Regions from separate parts of the Macaca mulatta genome. Here region 1 is linked to region 2. A link is a contact called in public Hi-C data. All regions are on one chromosome and are shown on one strand. Each heading gives the region's core, a stretch centred on a gene start, on an enhancer-like site or on the middle of the called end of the contact. The rest is flanking DNA. Distances are from core to core; before and after follow the strand shown. Region 1 holds the start of SLC25A46 (solute carrier family 25 member 46). Region 2 holds the start of MAN2A1 (mannosidase alpha class 2A member 1).

The links. Hi-C and Micro-C count contacts between places; a contact is called where the count stands out from the background.
Region 1: a contact with region 2 is called in a Hi-C map of fetal cortex germinal zone, with 5 times the contacts expected there. The contact joins the promoter of SLC25A46 here to the promoter of MAN2A1 in region 2. A contact is called at or near these places in 2 of 14 Hi-C or Micro-C datasets (fetal cortex germinal zone and fetal cortical plate).

Annotation. Positions count from the first base shown.
Region 1 is chr6:119,554,364-119,560,186 of T2T-MMU8v2.0, reverse strand. SLC25A46 (solute carrier family 25 member 46) reads right to left here and starts at 2,776. Exons shown (of 8, transcript NM_001266009.2): 1 at 2,427-2,776. The coding sequence starts at 2,709. TMEM232 (transmembrane protein 232) reads left to right here and starts at 2,895. Exons shown (of 14, transcript XM_078004471.1): 1 at 2,895-3,107; 2 at 3,737-3,828.
Region 2 is chr6:118,516,462-118,521,542 of T2T-MMU8v2.0, reverse strand. MAN2A1 (mannosidase alpha class 2A member 1) reads right to left here and starts at 2,073. Exons shown (of 22, transcript XM_015140548.3): 1 at 969-2,073. The coding sequence starts at 1,103. LOC114678876 reads left to right here and starts at 686. Exons shown (of 1, transcript XM_028849639.2): 1 at 686-3,703. The coding sequence starts at 1,759. The coding sequence ends at 2,118.

The DNA.
Region 1 (5,823 bases), core at 1,527-4,026, 1.0 Mb before region 2:
GTTAAAACACTGTCTGGGCCTAATGAAACAAATATGCAGACAGAACCTAAGGGCTAGCAGTTTTCAGCTTCTGATTCCAATCAAATAAAAAATTTTCTATGGTTGGCCGCAGCTGATATTTTACCTACGACTTTACCTTCTATGCTGTAAAAACTAGTTATTCACTGTTACTGATGGAGAGCACTTTATTAAACCAATAACTGCAAGTAAAGCACCTCTAAATTATTAATTTGAAAGGGTACTTAGGGATAACCAAAATCGGTAAATACAGTTCTCTTCTTCCCCATCTCTTCAAGTTTTAAATAGTTTGAGGCTAGCTGTTTAATTAATCGGAGTAGGTTACTGGATATGTATGTGCTACTACAGATGGTATGTCTGTTGTGTTACTGGAAAAGTTCACAGCTGGAAACATTCCTATGCATATGTCAGAAGAGAAAAGCTTTCTTCCTGACTAAACTCAAAGTCATAGTGGTGAACTATTACAACCCCAGGGAACCAGACATTAAATTCTAACTATAATACAATATTCACAAATTACAATTCTTTCTTCTCTTTCAAATGAAGCAATTGCCCTCACTATTCCCTTTCAATCAGAACAAGGCCACCTAAGCATGTTCCTGGGAAACTACGCGGTTCACCCTAGAAAAATGTACAAGCTAAATAGAAAGCTTCTTTTACCTACCTAAGGCACTTTTTCCTTAGATTTTACCCTTTTGTTTTGTTTTGAGACGGAGTCTCGCTCTGTCGCCCAGGCTGGAATGCAGTGGTGGGATCTCAGCTCACTGCAAGCTCCGCCTCCTGGGTTCAGGCCATTCTCCTGCCGCAGCCTCCCGAGTAGCTGGGACTACAGACGCCCGCCACCACATCTGGCTAATTTATGGTTTCACCATGTTAGCCAGGATGGTCTTGATATCCTGACCTCGGGATCCGCCCTCCTAGGCCTCCCAAAGTGCTGGGATTACAGGTGTGAGCCACCGCGCCCAACCTTACTCTTTTTATATGTATAGATCATCCCCAAACAGTAACAGAAAATGCTACTAACATTTTCTGGAAGGTGTTAGGAAGATTTACTATTGTTTACTGTGTAAATCTCTTTGGTGTCTAAGTTTGTTGCAAAATTAACATTCACACACCTCTTACGGCTGCAAAATTAACCCCTGGTTGTGTCAAGGAACTCTTCCTCATTGTAACCATCAAAGCATAACTTATGAAAAGATAAAAACATAAACTTTACTGCCTAAGAAGATAACTGTGTAGCAACGGTATATGCATTTTTGAATTATTTGATTTATAACTTGTAAAACCTTTCCAGTATTCTTCTGGACTAGTATTGGGACTAGTACGACACAACGGGAAAAAAGCAAAAAACAAAAAACAGCGAAGAGTCAAAAAGCTAATTGTATGACAATTAGCTAGGTAAGTCATCTATCCTTCTTCACATTCTCATTTACTCACTAGGCATTCGTTAAAGTCTATTCTTCCTAGTTGAATAAATATTATTTTATTTCCAAGTCAAAGTCGAGGAAATGAGAATAAAGCCGATATCTACAATAAATTTAATATTAAATAATACCATTAATCTATTATTCTAACAATTGCAGAATAGAAAGAAGTAGCTATTATTCTTTATGAATAAAAAAGGATGTTGAAAATATGTACATTATGCAGTGTTGCAGCTTTTCTGATATCCCATAGAGAATAATTATGTCATGATTCCAAAGTCCTATCTTGAAATTGTATTCATGTTTCTAACTTTTATATGTAGTTTTTAGGTCAGAAGAAAGAAAGCAGAAGGGAAAATTATAGGAAGGAAACTTTCTAGACTGGGGATCTGAAAAGCAGATAAAACTCCTGTGTTTAAAAAGGAAAAGGAAGGAAACTTTTTTTTTTTTTGCCTATGTATCCCATACTGGATTCTTCTACACATCTTAAAGATGAGAAAACTGAGGGCTCACAGAGGTTAAGTTGTTCAGATTACGAGTGGCACAACCAAGTTTGAACCCAAATTTGCTTATGCTGAAAGGCTTCTCTCTTCAGAACACAAAACTACGAGTAAACACATTCATTAATTAATTAAATCGAGAAAATACAGCTGCCAAAGTTAATCAGGTAACAGTAAATAATCCAAACTCCTTTTTAACTCTGGCCATCAGTTGGGACACCAAAACCTCTAAAAATTCCTACTATGTACCCCATAGCTAAGGCAGATGTCTTTTTTGGAATTGATCCAGGAGAATTCGTTTGCGTGAGGAAGAGGGAGAAGGCCGGCTTCAGGGGCAGAGGACGAAGGAGGGCAAAGGGTGTGGCGCCCGATAGGATGAAAAGGAGCAGGAGGCGGGACCCTCTGCGCCGCTTCCGGGGTCTGCAGGCCTCAAGCCGCCGCCCCACTAACCCACCATCCCTGCGTCGGTCCCCGTGCTTCTCACCACTGCTCTGCCCCTGCACACCGCCGCCGCCGCCAGTGGAAAAGGGTTCTTCCGTGGGGCCTTCGTACGGGGTGGAGGTGGTGGGCACGCCGTAGGGGGGGCTCTTCTCGCCCCAGTGCAGGTTGCGGCTGCCGGGGATGTCTGGGGGAGTCGTCACCCAGTGGCCCAGGTCCGCCCCGGTGCTGAAGGACCTTGCAGGGAAAGCGCCGCCGAAGCCCTGCTCGTCCCGGGCACCGCCCCGGTAGCCCAAGCCATCAAATCCGTCCGGGCGCCGCGGATGCATTGCAGCGGGGGCAGGATGACGCGAGCCCGCCCGGAGCCCACCACCACCCGGGCCACCGCGACCTAAGACCACACAGTTTCCCCTAGGCAGCCGCCGCGTCTGGGGGATATTCTGACAACCGGAAGTCACGTTAGAAACCCGGAAGTCTTGGGAGCACGTGATTATAGCCTCTTCCGGCAACCATTAGTGGGCACGGTTGCTAGGGAGACACGGCGGTAACCTATAACTTAAAACTTTGTTGTCATTAGGGAATAGGTGGGAATATGGTTGTGGGATTAATGAAACACGGTACCAAAGAGATTCCAGAAAGAGAATTGGTGTAGGAATAGGGCCTACATGGGAGGAGGTCAAAGATGCTTCTTGGAGGGAGCCGATAACCCGCGAGTGGAGCTTACCCGGTGAGATCTCGGCCAGAAATACCTCATGTCACAGCTACGCCCCAGATCTCAGTGTATTCTCACGGGGCTGGTGCCTCACCTGCTCCGAGGAAGCTAGTAAAGGTTGGAGTTGTGGAGGGTTGGTAACCTTCTACCTAGCTTTGTCTCCCGCACTTGCGGTTTTGGATAAAATCTATTGAGAGATATGGTACCGCCCAGTGAGCGCGAAAGTGCTATGGACCACCAGAGCAAGCATTTTAAAAGTTCAGGTGAACGTCGGGGGAGAAGGAAACCCACGTACTCGAATACTGCCCTCGTGGAGTGAGGAATTACGGGTTTTACTTTTCTAAGGCTGTAAAGAAACTAGTTTTCTGTCGTATTTTTCCCGATGTATCTAAATCACTCAGGGTATTGAAATCCCAGTTGTATCTTTCAAAATCGGGACCTCTAATTAAATAACTGAGAAGAGTTCTGTAGAGGGTCCCCTACTACCTGTTTTCATTAGGTCCACGGGCTCTTGGGGCAGGCTCCCTCCTCAGATCTGAGGAAGCCTTCCATGGGTTCATCCTATGTTCCTTCAACTCGATGGACGCCCAGGATTCCTAGAGCTTTTCCAAGAGAACTCTGACGTGCTGTTCTCGACCTTCCAGATGCGAACCTTGATTGAAAGTGATAATCAGCTTTGTTTTGAGCGAAGTGACATTTTTGTTTACAGTTTTATCACTACTTTTATTTTTTGTGGGTATGTAATAAGTGTATATATTTATGGGTTACATGAGATATTTTGATACAGCATGCAATGTGTAATAATAACATTTGGGTAAATGGGATGTCCATCACCTGAAACATTTATCCTTTCTGTTGCAAACAATCCAATTACACTCTTCTTCGTTATTTAAAAATGTACAATTAACATTTTTAAATAACGAAGAAGAGTGTAATTGGAATGTTTGTACAATTAACATTTTTAAATAACGAATTGACATTCTTAAATTTGATTGCGATGCAGCATGGACAAAGGTGTTGAGTCTCTTGACAATACTCAAAGGTGTTGAGTATTACTGGTGTACTAATACCAAATTACTGGATAGTTAATATCAAACATAAAAAATATTTATCTATTCCTTTGGAATGATTGGCTCAAGGATGGTATTGTTTCAGGTCGTAAGCTATTTTTTTTTAAGGAGAAAGGTAAGAAGGTCTAATTATGTCTGTACTTTTAATATAAAAACAGTGGCATCTCAGAATTTCACATCCATATGAGTGGAGAAAGGATGAATTATTGAACGGAGAGCAGCTGGGTAGCCAGTTGAGGGGGAAAGCAAGGCAATAAGAGCCCTACCTCACAGCTTACCCTGAAAGTAAAGCTGCAATATACTGTATTTTTCTTAAATTTTTAAAAATTAAATACTGGAAGAAAATAATATAGGCGAATGCCTTTTTTTTTGAGACAGAGTCTTGCTCTGTGGCCCAGGCTGGAGTGCAGTGGTGTGATCTCGGTTCACTGCAAGTTACACCTCCTGGGTTCACGCCATTCTCCTGCCTCAGCCTCCCGAGTAGCTGGGACTACAGGTGCCCGCCACCACGCCCGGCTAATTTTTTTTTTTTTTTTTTTTTTTTAGTAGAGACGGGGTTTCACCGTGTTAGCCAGGATGGTCTCGATCTCCTGACCTCATGGTCTGCCCGCCTTGGCCTCCCAAAGTGCTGGGATTACAGGTGTGAGCCGCTGCGCCCGGCGAGGTGGATGCCTTTTAAACAGTGAGTTGGAAAGTTTTCTAAGAGTACAGCAAAGTCAAAAGCCATGTAAGAAATCAGTAAAAGACTATAATCAATATGACTGTATAAAATTTAAATTTCTATGTAGTAAATTTTAAAATATATAGTAATTACAATTGAAAGGCAAATCACAAACTAAGAAAAATGACATTTTAACATGGTTTAAACAATGGATTAGTATCTTTAATGTACAAAGAGTTCATACCAATGAATAAAGGCAAATCAGAAATATGAGCAAAGGACATGTAGAGGCAATTCATGCAAAAAAAAAAAGGAAATGTAAATAGATAATATCATATAAAAATGTCCTTTACTAATCGAAAAAAAGGTAAATCTTAACAACAATTGTCTTTCACATATTAAGATGTTTAAAAGGGAAAAATCTTTCCAGGTTAGAAGAAAGTATCTTTCATTAATTTCTGAAGTGATATAAAACATAACTTTCTGATGGACAGCAGTTTGGCACTATGTATCAAAAACTGTAAAAATAACCATATTTTTTGACTCCAAAATCTTAGAAAACAAATATAGGGTTTTTTTTACATGTTTCTGGCATGGATAACATACATATGTTTATGGCATGATTGCTCATAATAGGAAAAAATAAGCAGGAATGCAACTATCAAATAATTATTTTTGATTAATAATTTATTATTAAAAGTATATATCCATAGAGTTGTTTAACCAAAATATATTTATTAAGCACCTATCTCGTGTCAGATACTATTTTAAGCAATGAGGCTAGAGTGATAAATAAGCCAGAAAAAGTGCTTGCATTGTTAGAACTGACATTCTAGTTTAGGGAGACAAATAACAGATAAATACATCCTGTCAAATATAGTGCCATGTCAAATAATGACATAATTATATTAAAAAAGCTTAAGTGAGCAATAAAGAAACCTTTTTTAGAATAAGGAAGTACTCTTTGAAGAAGTGACCTTTGAGCAGAGAACTGAATGAA
Region 2 (5,081 bases), core at 824-3,323:
TGCCCTGTCAGGGTTTGAGTTCTTCAGGTTCATCCGTTCCAGAGCACACTACATAATACCCAGTTCCACCCCAATTTCTGAAGTGCACAGGTTATTGGCAAATAACTTGAAACTGAACTCGCACATGCCGCGCGGCGGGTACCCTTCCAAAGGGAACAGATTGTGTCCGCTTTGCTTATTTTCGGTAACTTTAAATAAGACTTTGGATGGGTCGTTTTCCCAACTCATTTACCAATTTTACCACTGGACGCAGGGCTGAGCGCCCCACAGCTTTCGGCCGGAGTATAACACGCGCTTCCCCACTCGGTTCCCCATGTCTGCTACAAACAATCCAGAGGTAATAGCTGAAGAATGACGACACTAAAATCAACCTACAGATTCACATCTAAAACGGCTGCAACACGAAATAAACTTCTCTCTCTTCAGAGGCAGTGGGGAAGAAAAAAAATAATAATAAGGCTAGGTGGGGTCGGTTTGATCCATTTCCGAGACTCGGTGAGCGTAGGGGTCTGGACTGTGCGGGCGACTTAACCCCGTAAGAGCCGAGAACGACCCCACCGCCATACGCGGGCCCCGGGCTGGGGGGGCGCCTCACGCCGCGCCCGTTCCCCCGCCAGCAGGTGCCCGAAGCCACCCCAACAGGCCGGGTGCGAATGCCGGAACATGGCCACTTCCCTGAGAGCGATGCCGCCGCCGCACGCCGCCCGGCACTTTGTTAACTCGGCGCGCCCGGGCGAGATGGCTCCCAAGAGATGATCATTGCCGTCCGAGAGCTACAGAGCCCCGGCTGGCGGCGGCTGGGACCCTCCCCTGGCCTGGCCTCGCCCAGCACCGGTGTGGGGCCGCGGCAGGAGGAAGAGGTCGGGGAGGAGCCGGTAACCAGGAGCCCGCACGCCTGGCCCCCCCGGTAACCAGGGGCCCGCACGCCTGGCCCCTCGGAGCCCCGCGCCCCCTTCCCAGGTGCTTACCTGAGGAAAGGAGCCCTCGCGGCGCGGGTTCCTGGGGTAGTCTAAGTGACCCCGGTCCAGCATCAGATAAAGCGAGAAAATCACCACACAGAAGATCGCACTGCCGAACACGGTGAACTGGCGGCTTAACTTCATTTTCCTCGATAGACTCGGGGCCAGGACACTGTCCTCAGCCAGAGGAGACAGCGGACTGTTGACTCCAGGAAGCAGCCGCCGGAGGCTCCCTTCTCCCAGGCTGCGCGCCCTCCGCGCTGTCGGCTGCGGGTGCTAGTCCCAGCCGTGCTCCGCACCTAAGTCTCCGGCGCCACCACACGCCCTTGGCCTTCGCCCTGGCCTGCCGCCCTCCCCGGGGCCGGGCGCCCCTCTCGAGGCGAGACTCGCCGGCAGCTGGGAAGGGGCCCCCACAAACTTGATCGTAAGCTCAGCGCCGACCTCCGGCAGGGCGCGCGGGGCAGGCGGAGGAGAGGTCGCTGCCCGCACTTCCTGCCACCGCCGCGCCAACTGAGTCGGCAGGAAAAGTTTTCTCGACGAGGGCAGGCGTGTCCTCCTCACCCAGGGGAGGCGCGGGTTCGGCAGTTCCCGGGCCGGGGCCGCGCAGCTAGGTCAGAGAAGCGGAGGAGAAAGGAACAGGGTCGTGAAGAACCTAGCCCTACAACTTCTAGCCGGGACGGTCGGGCCCGCCCCCGCGGCACCGCCCCCGCCTCCCCCAACTGAGCCCCTTCCTGCCGCCGCCGCCGCCGCCGCCGCCACTGGGCCGGTGTGTACCCTGGACTCCGGGGCGCACGAATTGATGAGTTTCCTCAGAGCTAGCATCCGCTTGCCGGCCTCTCCCGCCCCCAGCCGTCTCTACCTTCCCCCTCCCGAACCCAGGCTGCGCGGGGAGGTGCAGGGGGCGGGCGGTGGCAACGCGGGGAGAAGGAAAAGGAGAGCAGGGAGAAAAGGACCGTCCCCGGAGAGAAGCCCGCTCCAGCTGCAGCCGCGATCCCCCTCCCTCTTTCCCGCCCCACAAACGCGGAGATGGCGGCGGCAGCGGCGAAAGGAAGCGCCGGTTCTCCAGCGCCACTTGGCGCTCCAGCACCGCCTGCTACGAGCAGGAGGAGACAGCGGCGGCGCGGCGGCCGCCGGGTCAATAAGCGCCGACAGCCCCTGAGCCGAGCGGGCGGCTGGCCCCGCCCCCTCCCGGCGCTCCGAGTTGAGGGGGCGGGCCCCCCGGCGCCCAATCGCAGAGCGTCACCGGCCGGACCCGCCCCGCGCCTGCCTCCCAGTGTCCCGGCGGTAGGAAGACCTCACAAGGCTCTTGTGACCTGGCAGGCAGCTTTCTGGGAGTTGAGGCCTTCGGAGGCGTTCAGGCGCCAGCACCCCACGTCCAACAGGGGGTTGAACTTACACCCCACTTCCCTTTGTTGCCCAGGTTTCCTATCCTAGGACACTCGGGCCTGGCGTGCCTGGAAGAGTACTTAGTGAAGGGCTGGAGGAAATGCAAGAGAAGAGGGCTTGCACATTCTCTTCGGGCTATTTCCTCCTTTGGTCACAGCCTGTTGAAACCTGGGGGAAAGGAGACTGACAAAGGGCCGTCCAGGCACATGTAGAAACATCTGACTGCGAATTCCATGAGTGTAATCTGAGAAGTGATGCTTGTGCCAGTTATTGATTGCCTCTCAGCTCCAAATTCACCCTTTTTGACTGCACTGTAAAAATGGATCTGAGCCTTTTAAACAGTTTTTCGTTTGCCTTCTGGGACTGAAGCTTTGTCAGTAGAGGGCGCTGAAGAGACATTACAGAAAAAAAGGATTTTGCTTCCTGGTTTCTGTGTATTGATAGGCTTTTGCAGCATACCTGGCTTTCTCCAGTGCCAAGATCCTATAGTGCTCAGTAACTAGCAATTTCCTCTCCCGTGCCCAACTCCAGGAGCTTTGTAGAGGAGGTGAGACACTACCCCATGCATAACTTCCCTGGTACCCTAGAGGTATTTGCAGCAAGTTGCAGAGGGCACATGTTCCACAAGCTTTGCAGGCGTAGCCCAATGGTGACTTCTCTGCCATTCAGTGAGCCAGGTCATGCCCTCTCCAAAAAGGTCTAGATCTTAGCCCTGGGAGGAATTGGGGAGATTCTTCATTGGGCACTCTGTCTCTCAGTCCAAGAGTTAGTTATAAGGTTAGCTCCTTATACCTGCTGTTGCTATATTCTTTGAAGTTCTCTTTTCACTAGTGAATCCTTCATTACTCTAATTCTCTATTATAGTTAATAATTCTTTTTATTAAGCCTTCCCTGTCCCAGGAATAGTCCCAAGAAATAGACCTGCAAAGATGGGATTAAAGGTCAGTTTGATTGAGGTTTTGAGCTTGAGCTCGTTGCCAAAGGGAAATGTAATTCATGACATGCTGGGCATCTCAATTAAGCAATTACCTGTGGTTGATCCTGATGAAGTGCCAACTGAAGCCTGTGCCTTGGGGGCCCAAGTGGCTGCTACACTTGACTGCTATGGTTGTAAAGGTGACTAGAAAGACTGGTGTGGGATGGATTCTTTTGAGTGGTTAGTTATAAAGAGAAATGAAAGCACAGGTTTTTTAACTCTCAGAGTTATGGCATGAGAACCAGAGATATTCTGTAGAATTCTAAAAGCTCTGGTTTATTGTAGCGACAAGAATGATGCTGAGAAACAAAATTTTAATTTTCATGTTACTAAATTATAACTGCTATTAAATTCATACACATTCTCAGTTTTTCACGTAAAAGGGTGTTATTTTTTAATAATAGAATCTCAATACTTGAAATGGGTTGGACCCAGATGAAACCGACAATCTTAAACACTCCAACTCTTTCTCTTATCAGTGGAAGTAGGTTGCCCTCCAGTGTCTAAAGAGACTAGACTTGCTTGAAAACCTTGACTATAGAGGATGCCACTATCTAGATGGGCTCCCTGGTTTCAGTGGGGATGACACAATCTCAGAATAGCAGAGGCCAGGCAGCACATAACAAAGACAAGGTGGGCACATCTACCTTAAAGGGCAGCAGGATATCAGACTGCCTTGGCTTACAAAGCTGCTCTGGGAACAAAATAGGTAGGCAGTTGAAATAGATTATTGCTTGATATTTATAACAGTTGTAAAGATCTAGGTCAGGTAGCCAAAACCTGACTTGAGTCACCATAGTGGGTAGTCACAATCTCCCAGTTCTCAGACCTAAGTCAATTCACAGACCCTTAGTCCCTTGGTTGAAAGAGAATCTGTGTCCCCTTTAGGAAGGATCTTGCACCTTGGCCACAGTACACATGGCAAATTCTTTCAAGCTTTCCCCAAAACGACATGTGGCCATTTACTAGTGACTCTACATTGGCAAAAAGGAAATACACAGATCATTTTAGGTTTACTAAACACTGGCTCTGAGTTGATGCTAATTCCTGGGGACAGAAATCACCACTGTTAGTCCACATACCAACTATGTGTCTACTTTCCCAGTATAATTGGAATATGTATTAATGACATAATTTTAATGGCAAAAACAGCAATTACTTTGGCATCAATCTAATAATTGTAATAGACATACTTAGCAACTGACAGGATCCCCACATTGGGATTTAGCCATAGAAAGAGGACCATTATTAGGGAGAGCTAAATGGAAGCTCCAGGAGCTCTTGGAGCTTCCATTTAGTTCACCAGATGCAACACTGCATGGCTGGGAGGAATTGCAGGAATCAGTGCTACCATAAAAGCCTTAAAAGGAGTAGGGGTGGTGATACTTATTCTCATTTAATTCACCAGTGCAGAATAAATCTAGTAGAATAACTGTGGACTCATAAACTTAATCAAGAAGTGATTCCAATTGCTGCTGCTGCTGTCTCAAATGTATTATTTTTACTGGAACAAATCAACATAAGACTTGGCACTTGGTATATAGCTACTGATGTGGCTAATGCTGTTTTCTCTATACCTATTTGTAAAACCACCAGAAGTAGTTGGCTTTCTCCTGTCAGGGCCAACAGGATACCTTCACAGTATTGTCTTGGGGGTGTATCAATTCACTTTAATATAGTCCACAGAGATGTTGATTGTCTTGACATGCTATAAAATATCACACTAGTCCACCACATTGACAACATTATGCTGATTGGAC